Linked DNA regions of Sus scrofa: region 1 is linked to region 2. A link is a contact called in public Hi-C data. All regions are on one chromosome and are shown on one strand. The core of a region is the stretch at or near the end of the contact, and the rest is flanking DNA. Distances in the headings are between cores, read along the strand shown. Region 1 overlaps ALPK3 (alpha-protein kinase 3). Region 2 overlaps SLC28A1 (solute carrier family 28 member 1).

What was found. A called contact is a pair of places that touch in the nucleus more often than the background predicts.
Region 1: a Hi-C map of alveolar macrophages shows a contact between it and region 2, with 2.3 times the contacts expected there. The contact joins two enhancer-like sites. A contact is called at or near these places in 1 of 5 promoter capture datasets (liver), 17 of 47 Hi-C or Micro-C datasets (alveolar macrophages, embryonic fibroblasts, fetal heart ventricle and 9 more) and 2 of 2 datasets of contacts at active chromatin or transcription factors (alveolar macrophages and skeletal muscle).

What each region holds. Positions count from the first base shown.
Region 1 is chr7:52,687,174-52,689,873 of Sscrofa11.1, forward strand. The region is part of intron 5 of ALPK3 (alpha-protein kinase 3); the gene reads right to left. Among named protein-coding and RNA genes, the nearest start is that of ALPK3, 30 kb to the right of the region's middle. Within about 2 kb of position 1,443, at least 2 of the 83 cell types and tissues checked have an H3K27ac peak or open chromatin away from gene starts, as enhancers often do. A contact at or near this core is called in alveolar macrophages, where this site is marked.
Region 2 is chr7:52,611,778-52,614,477 of Sscrofa11.1, forward strand. It overlaps SLC28A1 (solute carrier family 28 member 1), which reads right to left. Exons shown (of 18, transcript NM_214112.1): 13 at 1,547-1,715; 14 at 1,240-1,437. Among named protein-coding and RNA genes, the nearest start is that of SLC28A1, 40 kb to the right of the region's middle. Within about 2 kb of position 1,419, at least 4 of the 83 cell types and tissues checked have an H3K27ac peak or open chromatin away from gene starts, as enhancers often do. A contact at or near this core is called in alveolar macrophages, where this site is marked.

The DNA.
Region 1 (2,700 bases), core at 193-2,692, 75 kb after region 2:
ACTTTAGCAGACAATGTTATAATCTGTTCTTTTTTTTTTTTTTTAGGGCCACACCCAAGGTATATGGACATTTCCAGGCTAGAGGTTGAATTGGAGCTACAGCTACCAGCCTATGTCACAGCCACAGCAATGCCAGATCCAAGCTGCATCTGAGACCTACACCACAGCTCATGGAAATGCCAGATCCATGACCCACTGAGCAACGCCAGGGATCAAACCCGCATCCTCACAGATACTAGTGGAATTCGTTTTCACTGCGCCACAACAGGAACTCCAATCTGTATTTTTTAACATTCAAACATACTTTAAAGAACTCAAGAGGAAAAGAATAATCTATTACATTTACCCAGATATTTACAAGTTTTTTTCTGGTTATCATTTCCCTTTTGTGTGAAAAAATCTACTTTAGCAATTCTTTTAGAACAGGATTGACAGCAATGTATTCTCTTAGTTTCCCTGTATCTTGGAATGTCCTTATATTACCTTCAATACTAAAAAATATGTGGGCTGAATGTAGAATTATAAATTGAAAAATCTTTTCTTTCAGCAGTTAAAAAATATTATTTCACTTCCTTTTTACCTCCATAGTTTCTGATGAGAAATCTATAGTCATTTGAGTTGCTGCTCCCCTATAGTGAACTGCTTTTTCCCTGACTATTTTCAAGATTTTATTGTTGCTGTCTTTAGTTCTCAGCAATTTGACTTTGCTGTTTTTTGGCATGGAATTCTTCTGTGAGTGTTTATTTGGGGTTTGCTGAACTTCCTATTCTGTAAGTTTTGTGTTTTATGCCAAATTTGGGGAGTTTTCAGTCATTATTTCTTTATATATTTTTTCTGCACCATAATTTCTCTTCTCCTTCTGGGTATCCAATGACATGATGGTATTAGACATTCTGATATTGCACCGCATCCCTCAGGCTCTGTTCACGTCTTCTCTTTGTTACTCAAATTGAATAATTTTGATTCATCAATCTTCAAGTGCACTAATTTTTCCTATCATCCTCATTCTGCCGTTGTGCCCACCTAGGAAGTCTTTTTATTTTAATTATTGTATTTTTCAGTTCTAAAATTAACATTTGATTCTTTATGTCTTGTATTTCTTTGCCAAGATTTCTATCTTTCCATTTATCTCCAGAGTGTTCACCTTACTTTTGGTCACTGCTTTAAAGCCAGATATTTCCACCATCTCTGCCATCTTGATATTGGTATTCTTTAACTGCCTTTTCCCAGACAAGCTGAGCTTTTCCTGATTTTCTCATATGCCAAGTAATGTTTACTATATCCTGGATATTTTGAATATGATGAGTTTCTTGTATAAATCCTATAGAGAACGTTAATACTTTTATCTTAGTAGACAATCTACTTGGTTGTGTTCAGGCTGCAAGTTCCATTCACCCTTCTAAGGTTGTAGTTGCAATGTTAGACAGATTTTCAGTCTTTGCAGTGCTGTTCAGCTATGTCCTGTATGTGTGCCACCCAGTGGCCAGTCTGGGACATGGATGATGGTCTCTTAGTTCTTTTCTCAAAGTTTTGATACAAGGTTCAGAACCAGAACCATGCATGAACAGTTTGGGAATAAGCCTAAGAATTTATAAAAGATTTATAAAGGGAGTTCCTTTGTGGCTCAGTGGGTTATGAACCTGACTAGTATCCATGAGGCTACAGGTTCAATCCCTGGCCTTGCTCAGTGGGTTAAGGATCCTGTGTTGCCACGTGCTGTGGTGTAGTTTGCAGACATGGCTCGGATCCCAAGTTGCTGTGGCTGTGGTGTAGGCTGGCAGCTGTAGCTCCAATTTGACCCCTAGTCTGGGAACTTCCCTATGCCATGGGTGTGGCCCTAAAAAGAAAAACAAAACAAAACAAGCTTATGAAGTCGCTTTCCCAAACTTCTTTCTTTCCATGATCTACCCTTTACTTTCTGGGTACCTAGAGTTCCCTTTTCCAGCCCTCTGTCCAGAGAGCTGGAGCTTCACTTACCCCTCTCTATCACATACCCTCACATACCTGTGTCCTATGCCAAGGAAGAAACTCAGGAGAGAAAAAAATCAACCTAGAGATTGATCTCACCCCTCACAGCTTCTCTGAATGGAGGGGAAGATTCTTCTACATTCTCCTCCCTCAAAATTTTAGACTGCTGTCACCTCTGCTACTGTTACTACCAGGAGATCCTTTTCCTATTCTTCAAGTCTAATCTAAAGGGCTTCTCCTGGGAGTTCCTTGGCCCAGTACAGTGGGTTAAAGGATCTGGTGTTGCCATAGCTGCAGTGTAGGTCGCAGCTGTGGCTTGGATTCAATCCCAGGCCCAGGAACTTCCATATGCCATGGGTATAGCTATTTAAAAAATATAAAAATAAAGGGCTCCTCCTGGAGCTCTCTGTTCCTATTGATGATAACCTCTGAGTTTCAGACTGCATTAAGACCAGGCCAGGAAATACTAGAAGGTTTTTTTTAAAAGTGGGAGCGGAGGAGTAAACACTGCCATATCAGTGGTACTTTGCATTCTAGACTTCTTCAATCTGTCAGCTACTATTTGCTTACCAAAGTCACCAGGTAGCTGCACCATGCCTTTTGCACAAGTGTTCCCTGCATTCAACGGGAAACAGATGGAGTAAACAGGGTGGAGTGTTTACTCCATCTCATCCAGAAATGGAACTACCAAAACCATAACAACTAACTTAATACTAGTTATTTTACCTTCTA
Region 2 (2,700 bases), core at 169-2,668:
GGACACTGGAGCTAAGCATGACAAGTTGGGGGAAATCTGGGCTTTTTACTCTACACAGGAAAAACAAATTAAAACAATGGGTTATTATTTGCACATTAAAGTGGAAAAGGTGTTTTTGTTTTTTTATAAGAGGCTACTCAGTTCTGCTCAGTGAGTGGTGAAATCAGGGCTCACAGGCGCAGCTGGGGTGGGTTCAGTTGCTATAACCCTTTGGGAAAGTTACTGGCAGCAACCGCATGAGAACTCACGCCATGTGACTCAGTCATCCCACATCTGGGAAAGCTCCCGAGGAAATGATCCGAGAGGAGGGAAAAGTTCTAGGCAAAAAGCTATTCATTTCAGCGTTGTGTATAATAGCCAAATAATGGAATTATATTATCTTTATATTCATTGGAATTACAATTACTTATAGATTATAATAGCTGCTATTTGGGAATGATGAGATGGTAATTTTTTTCTTTCTCAATCATGTTATATACAGCTGTGGGTTTTTTTTAGAGAATTGTATTTTAGAAAGTTTTTGGAGTAGTTTTTTTTCAAGTCTTTTTTTTTTTTTTTTTTTTTTGCTTTTTCAGGGCTGCACCTGTAGCATATGGAAGTTCCCAGGCTAGGGGTCAAATCAGAGCTGTCACTGCTGGCCTATACCAGAGCCACAGCAATGAGTGATCCAAGCTGCGTCTGCAACCTACACAGACCTGGCAATGCCAGATTCTTAACCCACTGAACAAGGTCAGGGATCGAACCCTTCGTCCTAGTGGATACTAGTTGGGTTCGTTAACTGCTGAGCCCAGTTAGCAGTTAATGGGAACTCCTTTAATAAGTCTTAACAGAACCAACCAACTCCTGAACTGAATCCAATATATTGCCAGGGAATGTGGTGGTGAGGTCTCCCTGTACCACTCTCTTAGCTCATTGGATGCTCACATCTGTTCTTTTGGGGTGAGCGTGGCAGGTACCACACCAGTTTTTCCAACAGAAGAGACAAGGTGGAGAGGCTGGCTCAAGGCCACACGGGATGGTGCCGGTCTATAGTTGGCGCTCAGACACCTCCAACAGGGCCCTTTCTTGCATCTCAATCTCCTAAGAGGCCTTGAGAAAAATGGCAGCAAAGCCTAAGGCTGTCTTGTTGCCCAGGGCTGTGGGATGTGGGAGGTGGAGTGCCACCTCAGTGTGTTTCAGCTGGGCCCAAGGGAGCAGCTATATCACACCCTGCCACAGGGAGGGGACGGGGACACTCACAGAGATCCACTGCTTCCTGGAGCCGACCCACTCCTCAGCCCCTGCGAGGCGGCGCTGCTTGTACCCGGAGAGCTCCTGATATGCCACAAACTCGTTCAGAAACAGCTTCATCCCCAGCAGCTCAGCCACCACTGGGCAGTCCTCCCAGGCCACACCCATCAAGAAGGCCACAGGCCGCAAGACGTAGGAGCAGATGAGCTGAGGCACAAGACAAGAAGAGCTGCTGGGACTGGACTTGGCAGGGGCTCTGCAGGTGTCCACCCACCATCAGCCACCAAGCAGGCCAAGTGGGCAGACGGAACTGTACCTGGAAGCTGAGCCCCTGGACATCCACCATGTCTCCCAGCCAGGAGAGGGCAGCATTGATGAAGGCTAGCACAGCCAGGAAGGCAATCAGGTTGGCTGCGATGTTGGTCACCACCCTCACGGACATGGCAGCCCCACTGCTAGCTGCTTCTAAGAGGTTCTGAGCATCTCTGTTGATGGGATCAAGAGCCATCGTGATTGGTCCATCCCCAAAGGAAGCAGAGCTCCCCATGCTAAAGTTTCAAAGAGGAACCTTGAACAGAGTGTTCCAGAGCCAGTGGTCCTTGTTTTTACACTGAGACAAGAGAGAGGAAGGGGCTAGTCCAAACGCTAGGGTAAGACCCAGATTCTGGGAGTTCCCTGGTGGCCTAGCTGGGCCTAAGTTGTCACTGCTGTGGCTCAGGTCACTGCTAAGGTGAGGGTTTGATCCCTGGCCCAGGTACTTCCACAGCTTCGGGCATGGCCAAAAAACAAATAAACAAAAAAAACAAAGACCCGGACTCATAGCACAGATGCTGCCCAGACAGAAACTGATAGCCACACATGAATTTTGAACATTTGAAAAGAGGCTAATCTGAATTGAGATGTGTTGCAAGGATACACACCAGATTTCAGAGGTTTAGTACGAAAAAATTAATGTGGGAGTTCCCATCATGGCTCAGCGGAAATGAATCCAACTAGGAACCATGAGGTTGCGGGTTCGATCCCTGGCCTCGCTCAGTGGGTTAAGGATCTGGCATTGCCATGAGCTATGGTGTAGGTCACAGACATAGCTTGAATCCCATGTTCCTGTGGCTGTGGCATAGGTTGGCAGCTGTAGTTCTGATGTGACCCCTAGCCTGGGAAACTCCATATGCCGCGAGTGTTGCCCTAAAAAGCAAAAAAAAAAAAATTATTATTATTAATAATAATATAATGTAAAATATCTTAATAATTTTATATTTATTACATATTAAAATGACAATATTTTGGGTATAGTGAGTCAAGAAAAACTTTTATCAAAATCACCTTTCTTTTTATTTTTTTCTTTTTATTTTTTTTGCTTTTTAGGGCCTCACTTGAGGCCTATGAAAGTTCCCAGGCTATGGGTCAAATCAGAGCTATAGCTGCTGGCCTATGACACAGCCACAGCAACGTGGCATACAAGCTGTGTCT